3 separate regions of the Gossypium hirsutum genome follow, and all the other regions are linked to region 3. A link is a contact called in public Hi-C data. All regions are on one chromosome and are shown on one strand. The core of a region is the stretch at or near the end of the contact, and the rest is flanking DNA. Distances in the headings are between cores, read along the strand shown. Region 1 holds the start of LOC107891983 (PR5-like receptor kinase). Region 2 holds the start of LOC107891980. Region 3 holds the start of LOC107891978.

Region 1 (4,068 bases), core at 894-3,393, 420 kb before region 3:
ACTGTAAACATCAGCCTTATGTGTGATATTCCCAATGTTCTTGTAAAACAATTCTGGAGCAATATATCCGAGAGTACCTCGTGCTGCAGTGAGAGACACTATACTGTTATCTATAGCATGCAATTTTGCAAGACCAAAATCTGAGACTTTTGGGGTGAAGTTTTCATCTAGAAGAATGTTATGTGGTTTGATATCAAAATGTAAAATCTGCATATCACATCCCTGGTGCAAGTATTCTATTCCTTGAGCCACTCCGATCGCAATCTCAAATACTTTTTCCCAACTCAAACTGATGTCCTTTTCTTTTGAAAATATGACCTTATCTAAAGAACTATTTGGCATAAAATCATAAACAAGAGCTTGTTTCGATCCTTCTACACAAAAACCAACAAGTCGTACCACATTAACATGATGAATCCTTCCAATGGTAGCAACTTCATTGATAAAATCTTTACCTTGAGATTTTGACAATTCTAACAACTTTATTGCAACAAGATGACCGCTTCGAAGCTTTCCTTTGAATACAGATCCAAAACCACCCTGCCCTAATTTATCTTTAAAAGATTCTGTCATTCTCTTTATGTCTGAATAAGAATACCGTATGGGCATTAACTTGTTTTGCATTCGAAGAAATTCTTCAATTGTATCATCCACACACAAGTGTCTTCTGCGAAACTTAAATACTACAACTATAATCAAGCTTGAAACCCCGATTAAAGTTCTAATAGCAATAGCAACTCCTGTACAAGAAAATCAGTAATACAAAGGCATCAACATAAAAAGCATAAAGGCAAAAAATTCTTGTTTTATCTGAATTAGAGTAATGTTGATTCCACACTGACTTTAAAAACTCAATTAATGACTTTTTAAGTTATTATAGATGATAGAAAAAAATTGTATGTCAGGTCCATGAAAGAAATTGAAATTAAAGAAATAAAAATTATGTATTTTATCCACAAGTTATAATTATATAATGAAAACCAATGATTGATTATATTAATGGTCGCATAATTAGAAAAAAAAAAAAGTGTTGGTAAAATTGATTCTCACCTGTTAGAATAAGGAAGACAACCTGAGTCCCTGTCAAGTGAAAATGAGTGAAGATTAGTAATTCTAAAGCAAGAAATAAGGGAATTCCAACAAACTAAATTAATGGAAGGCTGAAAAGCAGCATACTTGAAGTGTAATAATAAATATAAGTGTCCTGCGATGGAAAGGCGTGGGCAAAAAATATTCGAAAGCTATTGAAGTAATTGTAGAGGATGAACTTCAACCGCCATAATCTACATTTCAAAGACTAATTCAATAAATAAAATGTTCGTTTTTCCATAAAGTAAAAAAGGAAATTTATCATTGTTGAGAAATTCGATTTCTTTAGGAGCAATTATTGAAGTATGGTGGACACTTCAAAGACTCCCCTCAACAACATTGGCAACATAAAATTGATTGATTGTTGTGAAGTGTTACATTTTGGCAAGTGTGATGTTGTTGCTGGAACGGGGCGTGTATGCGCATGCCCATGGCACGTCATAACCCATGAGAAGCTCCCGGTGAATATCGAAAATAGATAGACGACGCAGAGCGCTGATGTTAGAAGACTGCAACCGAACGGGTCTCGGCACCTGGATTTCCACGGTGCAAGACTCATCAAAACCAGTGGCGTTCAGCGAGTCGGCGCTAAATAAAGCATAAAAGTAAGGGTAGGGAGAGGAGGCGTTCGCGCAAGGAGCGGCGTCGACGTAGAGAGAAGAGGCCATGGGTGCTCGGCAACTCACAAAATAGATAAAATCAGTAACTTCTCGGCATACAGGGGATTTAGGAAGAATGGAGCATTGTTTAGCGTCCAGACTCTGATCCACCAATCGAATTGTTCCAGAGCCATCATAAAAGATGCCTGCAACGTAGAAACCCAAATTGTTGCTCAAAAAGGTGCGGTTATTTTGGCAAATCAGTTCATAGGAAGGATGGCCACACTGGGGAGGGTCGGCTTTTAATCTGAAAGGGAACCTGATGTTGGTTAAATTTCCGCAGGAAGAGGGGTTACAGCCTACACTTGTGAGTCGTCTTGCACCATTAACAGCTTCAAAAAATGAGAAAGCAGCAAGGGAAAGCAAGCCTAATGTTGCTGCAACTTTTGTTAACATGTTAGAATTTAATAAGCCAAAAGAAGAAGAAGAATGACGAGAAGATGATAAACGTAAATCCTCCCAATCACTTGCCCAAAAGAAGTTTACAGTTTAGTGAAGATGTTGGTCGCTTTGTTTGATTGCAATGGGAGCGTATAGCTGTACGTGTACGCGTTTGCAGTTCATATAAGTCAATATATCAGGCCAAGAGAGCTTGGAATTTTCCAAGCACTAGGACTACAAAAGCCCAGTCATGCCAACCGCATCAAGTCTTTGGTTTAATTTCTTTCCTTCAATTAATACCTGAAATTAAATTGGTTGACTCTGACTTCCACATTCCTCATTTTGCTTTTTGCTTTTTTGGATATCTACTAATTTCACCTGTCTTATACCCTTTCCATTTCAGAGTTGATCAGCTGAGTGAATTTTATCCATTCTTTTTGGCTTTGTAGGTTTTTCATCTATAGTGCTTTGTAGTTTGATTAATTGAACTGAACTGGATCTGAGGCATATATTATTTTTTACTGGATCTGAGGCATATATTACTTTTTACGCGTATGCAGTTTGAAACAGTCCAATCCAAAGGTAGGCAAGCAGGCAGCTTGGAATTTTCTTAGATATCTGCATGCAATAATAAATGCTAAAACCACAAACCACATCTCTTTGCTTTTCTAAGCTTATCCTACCCCAAGTTAACAGGGATGATGTTCCTTCTCCTTGTTGCCTTCATGTTGATGGTGGATGAAGGTGGTGTAGCAGCACTAGATTCTGAAAAATGCAAGGTCACAAACTGCAAACGCTACGGCCCACCTGTCCGATTTCCCTTCTGGTTAAAAGACCAGCGCTGTGGCTACCCTGATCCTGGCTTCCAACTCTCCTGCTCCCAAAATAAACAGACCATGCTCCACCTGCCACGGTCAGTGAAGATGGCGGTCCAGTATATAGATTACGAAAAACAGACAATTGACGTATCTGGTCCGGATGGTGAGACTTGCCTCTATCAGCAGCTTCCTTCTCTCAATTTATCAGCATCCCCGTTCATATTCTTCGAACAACTACAAAACATTACCTTGTTCAATTGTTCAGAAAAGTCAGACAAAGATAGCTATGGAGTCGATGCCTGTCCAATTATAGCTTTACCTTCCGATACTCGCAACAACTTTAACCTCGTCAATTGCACCAAATTTGTTGACATCTCAGCAGTTCCTCGATATTTTGAATTTGGTATTCGCTTACAATGGTCCAAACCCTTGTGCCTTGAATGTGAAGCACAAGGAAGAAGTTGTAGACTGAAGAATGTTAGTACACCACCTCAAACAGAGTGTTATGACACCCCCAAACCCAGCACCCAAACAGGTACATGCCCTTCTACTTCAACTGTCTTGTTTGTTTCTTGGCTGCTTTACACTTACGCATGTTATAATTAGTTTACCAACTTACTTATGTTTTCAATTATTTACTTTTACAAGTTTAAAAACTAAAACCAGTAGTGAATGAAAAGCTACAAATTTGTAAACCAACTAGTTACTCCTTCAATGAGAATAATTTGCGAGTACAATTACATTTTATTCTGAACAATAAGTTACATTTGGTTTTTGGTTTATTTGCAACCTACTATACGTATAATTACATATTTAGTGATAGTTAACCTTATACTATATACTAGTTTATGAACTTAAACCAATAATTTGACACGTTTAAGAGTCCAGGCTGGGTGAGTTAAAAGTGGAGTTCATTGTTTACTGAAGAAACCTTAATTGATTTTACAAGAATTTTGGCTATACTTCACTCTCTTATTAAATCAAGAAAGTTAAATAGGTCATAATAAATTTAAAAAGCTTTTCCAGGAATTAAACACAGGAACTTCTAAAACGCAGCAGTTAATTTACAGCTTCACTATGCTTTATTTGTGTATTTATATTTCTTTTTGTATCATAATTAT
Region 2 (4,106 bases), core at 289-2,788, 350 kb before region 3:
AGTAATAGGTTTTACATAGGTCATAAATGTAGATGAACAAGCAAGTTTTTACAGAATCTTACCACATCGTGATAGCATCGCATATAGCAAGATACCGCGCATAGAATGACCAATTGCAAGTAACTTGCCATCCTTTGGTTCACTCTTATCCTTTATGTATTCCATCTAAGATAAAAATTTTAGTTTAACAATACTCAAGTTAGTTGTCATGGCTTACGAATTGCCAGCTGGTGTACGCATCGCATAAGGGATGGCACCTCACCGCAGCAGGGACGTCTTCTTCTAGGTAGTTGTCAAAGTCCCAATCATACTTGGAAATAAGATCAAGTTGTTTCTGCATATCTTTTAGTGCTGTAGAAATGCTGTTTTGCATATCAAAAGAACGTACTGGAGATGATCTTTCAGCTTCTTCAATTATATTTACAAGCTTTTCAACTAAATCCGTAATTTGACTGGAAAAAGCATATCTTTTTTCTGTTTCTGAAAAACTCTTATAATCTGTACCCTTACCATAAAAATCTTTCCTCTGAGAAATAGAATCTAAAGGGTCTTTATATTGTCCAAAATCCATTCCTTGTGTACTCAATCCAGCACCTCTGAGTTCAAGAATCCAGGTATCATATCCTTGACCGCACATGAAGCGTGCGAACGAGGACTGAACATGAATTTGCATCATCAATAGACTTAAAAACAAGAACCCCAAGAAAGCTAAAAGCCTAGAAATGACAATCCAATGGAAGAAACTCTATAAACAGAACAAGCATAACCCCACAAAGCCATAAGCTACGAAACCACAATCCAATGGAAGAAAAGTTAAGAACACCGAGAAATACAATTAAAAGCTAAAAAATTAATAACAAAAAGAAACCCATAAAAGCTATGAGGTTTAGAAAATTACAAACCCATCAAGGGTTCACCAACAGAAATAATTCAACGAGAGAAACAAAAACGAACCCAGACAAGGTCTTAGCTTTAAGAATCATAATCTCAGTAAGAAAAACAAAAAACCTCGTGATATTAGTTGCATGCAATGCAATGAGAAGAAAGAAAACGCTAACCTCAGGGGAAAGATCGTAAGCAATAGCATTGGTTCCTACGCCTGACAAAAGCATCAATGGATGATTCCTGGTTGGTGCCTGTGGAGAAGGAAGGTATCTCCAAAGAGCCACCTTCCATTCCGATTTGTCTACATGAACGTAGTGAAGCTCGTCAGCAGTACAGATATTTGGCTTCTTCTCCTTATCATTCTTGTAGTCTACGTTTCTCTTGAATGCAGCTTTGGTAAGAGCAGGCGACCGGGTCCTCCTGCGGCGAAATGAATATGGGAATTCGGGTACAGGGTCGGAGCGGGAAGGATTGAGGGAATCGAAATGAAGAATGGATTGGAATGGGAGAAGCATCATTGTATGAATATGAAATTTTCTTTCTATTCTTAATTTAGTTTCTTTTGTATTTGTGGTGTTTTGAATATTGCGGGAAAAGTTTGGCTACTCAGCCCATAAATTATGCCGTCAATGTTATAAAAAAAAAATAGACATTCCTTTTTTTTAGAAATTATAACATCAGAATTAAATATTCATATTAAATTAAATCCAATTCAAAAATTTTTAATTGTTCCATCTATTCTTAATTTAATTAATTGGTTTGGTTAGCTTTTGACACCCATTTAATAATATAATAAAAAGAGATAATTTATATAAAAAATTAATATGATTAATAGATGTAAATAATAATAGAAAAATAAATTTTTAACAAATATGAAATTTTACAACAATTTTTGCGGAAAGAAAGTGAAAATAGACAAGGTTTGTGTTAGATGAATGGGAAAGTTTGTGTTGGAAGTGAGTGATGTTGTCATGTTGGAGTGGAGTGGAGGCATTGATGTACTTGTTGGATACAAATTTGCCAAAAAGATTTAGATTTCGTAATTGAGTTGGGAAAGCTTGTGTTCATAAATTGATAACTGAAATGTGAAGAAAATGCTACATTCCAAAATTGGCTCACCTTTGTACTCATTCCCAACAACACATTCTAAACAAAAATCTGAATCTGCCTCCAAATTTATTTCAACCATACGATGTCTCCACCTCTCTATCATCACTGTAACAGGCCAAATTGGCCCGGGCCCGCACAAAACAAAGCAGGCAGTCAGTTCAGTTTTTGTAATAGTAGGCCTAAACCTATCTAAGGCCCAATTTACCCAAGCCCATATCAGCCTTAACCCAAAAAAAAAAGAACCCTAACAGCTTTTGCCCCAGCGCCGCATCACCCTGCTCACCACCCCTCCGCAAGCGCGCTCCGTACGCCAGCAGTACCTGCAGCAACAAACGCAAACAATACAACGAAGAAAAGGGAACAAAACAACAACAAAAAACAGAATAATTTCTTTTGATTTTGTTCATTTTTTTCTTTTCCATTTCGGCTATTTAAAGCCGTGAAAGATCAGTGAAAGGGGGGGGGAGATACTAAGATATACAGAGAAAAAAATTAAAGGAGAGATACAAAAAATTGTTCTTTGAATAAAGGTGATTTTTTCGTTCTATCTTCGTTTAATGTTCGTCATTTTTTTAGATCATTTGTTTGCTCAAAATATAAAGAAAGGAGAGAAGAGATCTTACCTTTTTCGTCGAAGTTGCCGGATTGTTGCCATCTCCGTCGCGATCGGAGCATTGGCACAGGCGAACGGCGGCGCAAAATGGGTTAAGAAGAAACCCTAGCAGTGCCATGGTTTTAAAAAAAGAATAAAATGATTTTTTTTTGCTTTGTTTTGTTTAATTAAAACTAAGAAAAAAACGGCGCCGTTTTAATGCCCAGACCCGCGCGTTGACCCGACCCGCAAATAGGGTCCGCGCGTTCTAGCCTGAATGGTCCATTTCCGAATTTGGTCCTTTAATTTTTAAAATCGTTTTTTTAAATCAGTTTTTGTTTCTTCTAAATGTGGCCGCACATCTTATTTTTGTTTCAAAATAGTCTCCATTGCGGCGCAGCGTTTTGGGGGCGGGATTATTTTCCCTTTTAGTCCCCTATTGTTGTTCGTACATTCAAGTTTGTCCTTTTTTATTTATTTTCGAAATCTACCCCATTTTTTGTTTTTTAAGTTCAACTTGGTCCATTTTTAGCTTTTTTATTTTTATTTTTATGTTGTTATCATTATACCATTATTTATTATCATGGTTATTATCATTATTTCTATATTCATACACGCATTGTTTTTTTTTATATAATATATATATGCATGTTTTTATATAATATACTCGAATGGTTTTTTTTATAATATATATATGCATCTTTTTATGTAGTATATGTATACCTATATATATTTTATACATTTTTTTATTTTATTTCTTAACTTCTATATACATATATATATACTTTTATATTTTAGTTTCATTTTCTTTTACTTCTATAAATATGTGTTTACGTATATTTCCATATATGTTTTATATATTGTTCTTCATTTTTTACACACATATATATATATATATATATGAATACACACACATTTTAGAATATACATATATAATTTAAATTAAAGTATTTGTTTCATGTTATATATTAACTTTTTCACATGCCTTTTAGAAAATATATATTTTTGTTGCGTCAAAGCATTAAAATCGTCATATTTTACAAATTTTCAAAATATTTGGCATTTATGATTCTTGAGAAAGATCGTGTCTTAACTAACTGGATTGCGATTATTTTTCGATGAATTTAGAAAGCCAAGTATTCATTTCGCAATAAATTCACAAATTTCAAATAAAAGCTTATTCTCGGGAATTCAAAAATGTCGGGTCCTAACTTACTGGTCATGACATTTTATTATCTCGAAATAAGAATTTCTAAAACAAAAGGCAATATTCGGTATTTTGAAGATTTAAAAATATTGTGCCCTAACTCACTGGGCGTGGTGTTTTATTTCTTTGAAATAAGAATGTTTTGTTATTTTGATTCATTCACAAGGTAAGAAGTTTTCTTTTAAAGTCTTTTCAAATTTTTGACACCAAGACATTAAATAATCAATTTAGTACTGATTTTGGGCGTTACGAGGGTGCTAACCCTTCCTCGTGCGTAACTGACTCCTGAACCTGTTTTCTCAAATTTCGCAG
Region 3 (4,417 bases), core at 1,179-3,678:
AAGAAAGGATCGAAAGCACTTACGATAATAGACTAATAGATTCGAGATCATCAGCTTTCAACGAATTCTCATTGAACGAGTGGCGATGAAGTTGACGTGTGAAACTGCTTGTTGTGTCCAAGAAATAGAGAAGGAAAGACATCATGCAGCTGCAAAGAAACATGGGTATAGGCCCAAAGATCCATAGCAATAGAGAGAAGGATAAGTAGAAGGCTCGCAGTCCAAGTGACCAGAAATAACTTCCTCTGTTTAAGTTTCTTGCAACATACTCAACAGTCTCCATGTTGTCTATGGGTGAAGAGAGCGTGACCAAGAAGCTTACATGGGCGTAGTATCTAATAGACTGCACATTGCAAAGAAAAGCAACAAGGAAACACAACAAGATGGAAAAATACTTGATGGAAGACAGTAGGCGAGTCTTGTTCCCAAAAACTATTTCGGAACTTGTGTTGCCAGAGTCTGAGCTGCTGCTAACGAAAACACTAATCAGTGAACTGAGAGTGATTGCTATCGTGGCCAAAAGTGTCGACGCCATTATGTTGTTGCGTATTGTTTGTACTGCTAGAACACCATTTTTCAACGGATCCTGAAACATCAACGACAATATCATGCTTAGTACAAGCACAGTGACATTCTATGGAAACAGAAAATGTTTCCATATTGTAATGTGTTCTGGATTTATCAAATTCAGACCAGCGAAGGATGCTACATTCTTTTAATAAAAGAACTACAAATCATCATGTTAAGCTCATTAAAAGAGAGACAACAAAAAGGCATGTCGTGATTTGGGAGCTATCTGTTTCTGCAATCTCACAAGCAGCTCAGAAGTATATTTATTTATTTTTCTATTGATGAAACAACAGCATCTATAGCATCAACATTTAGCAATTGACGAGAAATATTGTTACTTTTACTACTTGAATGTGACTTCTATAAGGAATGATTACACTTGAATGTGTTCCACTCAAACCATTTGTAATCGCTCCTTTTTGTTCAAGTCATTAAACTCTTCGTCATTTCTTCTGACTTTTATTAACTTTTCAACCTCTAGTGGCAAGTATATTGAAAGCATCAATTAACCAATTGAGCCAAAAGGAAGGAAATACACCAAAAGTTTAACTAGTCATTGGCTCATCAAGCTCTCCCCAAATCAGCCACAAGAAAGCAAATTCAAAGAGAAACCAGCATAATAAGTACTGTGTCTTTCGTTTATTCTTGCTTTTGTGATACTCAAAACAGTAGATTTACACTTAAACAGTTATTACATTATTTCCATTCTGAAAGATTGTAAGATATTTGTACGAAACAGATCAGGCCACCTTCAAAGTTAAATACTTCACTCCCTAAAGTCATAGAACAATATAAAAGTTGAGAACTCTACAGCCTACAAATATAATGATGTTCCTAACAGGTTTTGATCCCATAGGTACAGAAATTCCAAAACTTTGAAAAGAACCCATTACTCAAAATTAATCTAAATAACAAATGGCAGAAGAGAGAGAGAGAGAGAGAGAGAGACTGACAGACATCATGGAGACAACCCATTGGTGACGAGACTGGGCATTTAAGCCGATGACAGTCCTTGTAGGGTGCTTGATAATGGTACAAAGAAGCCATAGATGATAGAGAGAAAGCAGCAGCAGTCCCAATGGAACCAGTACGTAATCCAACTTATCTTGTTCCATGATTCTTCTTTTTCTTCCTTCTTCTGCGAGGTTTGAGGATCCTTAGCCGGTAACACAAACAAGAAAATGCAATCGATTATTTGCCAATTATCAAACAAATCTCTATTCCCTTCTACAAGCCCTATAAGCTAATTTTACTGACAGAGATCTCAAAAACTCTGCTTATTTATATATATAACTGCAAAACTCATTTACTGTATAGAATATTGATTCCAATTAGAACTTTTATTTAAGTTACCGACTTCAACTAGAATCGTATATGAACCTGGCATCCAAAAATAACTCGACAGCATATAATCCGGAGGCAGTCCCTGTAAGAACCAAATCTTATCAATTGAACCAATCACTGTCGGCTCGAAACTCAATGTGATTTCGGATACCATGGGGTGTAAAAAAAGGGTTAAATTCAATTTTTAATTTTAATTACATAATAAATATTATTTTGAACAATAAATATTTTATTAAATAGTTTTAATTTTAAATTTTAGATTCTTTATTTAAAAATACAAGTTCTTTTTTATATAAAAAAAAAGGAAAATAAAACCCTTGAACCTCACTGAAAAGTACTGATGATAAAGGACATCATGGACAGTGTCCTGCTATTTTTTTAACTGTATAAAGAAATAGAAGAATGCGTACTCTTTTGGGGGGCTTCTTTTTATTGGGAAATTTAATGTAGGACAATAATGCAAAGAACATGACAGCAAATAAAAAATAAATGGAAATTTGATTAAACTAGAACACAAGTTGTAACTTCTAACTTGCTTGTCTATAATATACTTCTTCCTTATTTGGCCTCATTGCTTGTATCAAAATATAACTACAATGATGGTATCAAAATAAATAATAAATTAGTGATGGTATATAAAAATATATAATACATGTACTCTAAATCATATAAACGACATCATTGTTAAGAAGGATAATCACGAATTTTAAATATGAATCCTAAAAACAGATATGAATACCAAATTTAAAATAATCATATATAGTATTTTTTTTAGAGAGGGATTCACTTATATCCTTTTGTATTTTTTGTACGATTAATATCTTAATAATTCTATTATTAGATTTAACACTTCATTCATATAAATTATGTATATCAAATTTGATGTAAATTAAAATTTTCTAACGATTTGTTTTATAAAAAAAATTAACTGTTGAATATATATCAATATATAAAGTATTTTAGATCGAGATGATAGAGATATTAGATCAATTCGAAAATTTATATGTATGACAAATATAATTATATCGATAAATTCAACTGTTAAATCATTAAAATATTAAAAATTTTATACCGGGGTAAGTCAACCTTCCTTCTTTTATTTTTAGATAAATAATTAAACAAATTCCAAACTTTTTTTGGTAGAAAATAAAGCTTAAGAAATGCCTAAAATTCGAGTGAAGCTAATGTATTTCATCTACTTCTAGCAGTGAACAATGAATATTCTCCTCCAACAAATATCTCACATAATACGGTGGATCAAAAAGGACCACTATCCGATCAATTCCATCTCCCATTATCTTAAATAGACAATCAACAGCTTTATTACTGTCCCTTATAAAATGCAGAAAATTTACTTACCAAATTTTAATACATCATTAGTGAATCATCCTGATTTCGCCAACATTACTAACCGCTGCTAAACCATTCCGAATAACGTGAATTAACAGTGCATTATACTTTCCAACAAACAAATTCCAAACCTTTTAAGTTAGATTCACCCTTTGATTAAATGAACCATAAATTATTCAATAATTGCTTTCAGTAAAAAGGTATAGTGAAAAAAGTCAAAACATCAAATTTGCTGATCTGGTCATGTGTCAAAAAAGAGTTGGAGTTAATATATTTAGGTATGTCATGTTCAATTATTTTGGCGTTTCTTAATAATTGCAGCACCATCTCCTTTAATAACTATTTGTTTAAAGCTTTTTTTGAGCTATTACCACGTTATCTTAATTTAATAAATTTGGTTTGATAATGATTTTTATTAGTATAATGTGCAATATTAAATTTGTTTTAAATGGAAAGGTAATTTGGTTGATGGCATCAAGCTTGAAAATTATTCCTTTTAACTTGGGTTGGGTTTGATTAAAGATTTAATTAAACAAAAAAACTCCTAGATAAAGGTAGAAAAAATATTGTAACATATCTACTACGGCCGGATCTTGTCTAATTGTTTAATATCAAAATTACTTTTAAAAATATTATCTTCTTTTAGGTTGGAATAATCCATTCTTAAGGAGGATCTATCTTTTCTCAAGAAAAACAAAAACTTTTAAACAACTTTTAAAGATCATTCAACGTATAATTTGAGTGGGCTTGAGAGGCATATATTTAGGTGAGACTGAATCAGAGAAGATTCAATCTTTATTAGTGTAGTACTTATGTGTTGTCTTAGTCATATGAATACATCACATCTATATTCTTTTTACTCATCTATTATTAGTCCCAAATTATTTTATCATAACTCATATTTTTAATAGGACCAGTTTTAGTATTGACCATGAGCTTATTAGAGTCCTTTGAAGAAGACTTTGGCATAGAAGGTAAAAGTTCCTACAAGATGAACATTGACTACGACCATCGAAGCTTTTTTTTTTGTGATGCTTAAATCAACCACGGGTGTATCTTAATGTAAGAGGAAATTGTTGGAAAATATGGACATCACATATATAATAAGAGTAATTACATGTTATTATTTACTATTATGATAGGTTAGCCCAAA

The links. A called contact is a pair of places that touch in the nucleus more often than the background predicts.
Region 1: a contact with region 3 is called in a Hi-C map of leaf, with 2.0 times the contacts expected there. The contact joins the promoter of LOC107891983 here to the promoter of LOC107891978 in region 3.
Region 2: a Hi-C map of fibers shows a contact between it and region 3, with 2.2 times the contacts expected there. The contact joins the promoter of LOC107891980 here to the promoter of LOC107891978 in region 3. A contact is called at or near these places in 6 of 34 Hi-C or Micro-C datasets (callus, fibers, leaf and 1 more).

What each region holds. Positions count from the first base shown.
Region 1 is chrD09:25,879,144-25,883,211 of Gossypium_hirsutum_v2.1, forward strand. LOC107891983 (PR5-like receptor kinase) reads right to left here and starts at 2,144. Exons shown (of 5, transcript XM_016816931.2): 1 at 1,468-2,144; 2 at 1,177-1,283; 3 at 1,051-1,080; 4 at 1-740. The coding sequence starts at 2,144. It overlaps LOC107891984 (rust resistance kinase Lr10), which reads left to right and starts at 2,583. Exons shown (of 5, transcript XM_016816935.2): 1 at 2,583-2,711; 2 at 2,826-3,110; 3 at 3,213-3,482. The coding sequence starts at 2,684.
Region 2 is chrD09:25,947,548-25,951,653 of Gossypium_hirsutum_v2.1, forward strand. It overlaps LOC107891980, which reads right to left and starts at 1,539. Exons shown (of 9, transcript XR_005918586.1): 1 at 1,059-1,539; 2 at 263-655; 3 at 63-165.
Region 3 is chrD09:26,299,833-26,304,249 of Gossypium_hirsutum_v2.1, forward strand. It overlaps LOC107891978, which reads right to left and starts at 2,429. Exons shown (of 3, transcript XM_016816919.2): 1 at 1,524-2,429; 2 at 24-586. The coding sequence starts at 1,685.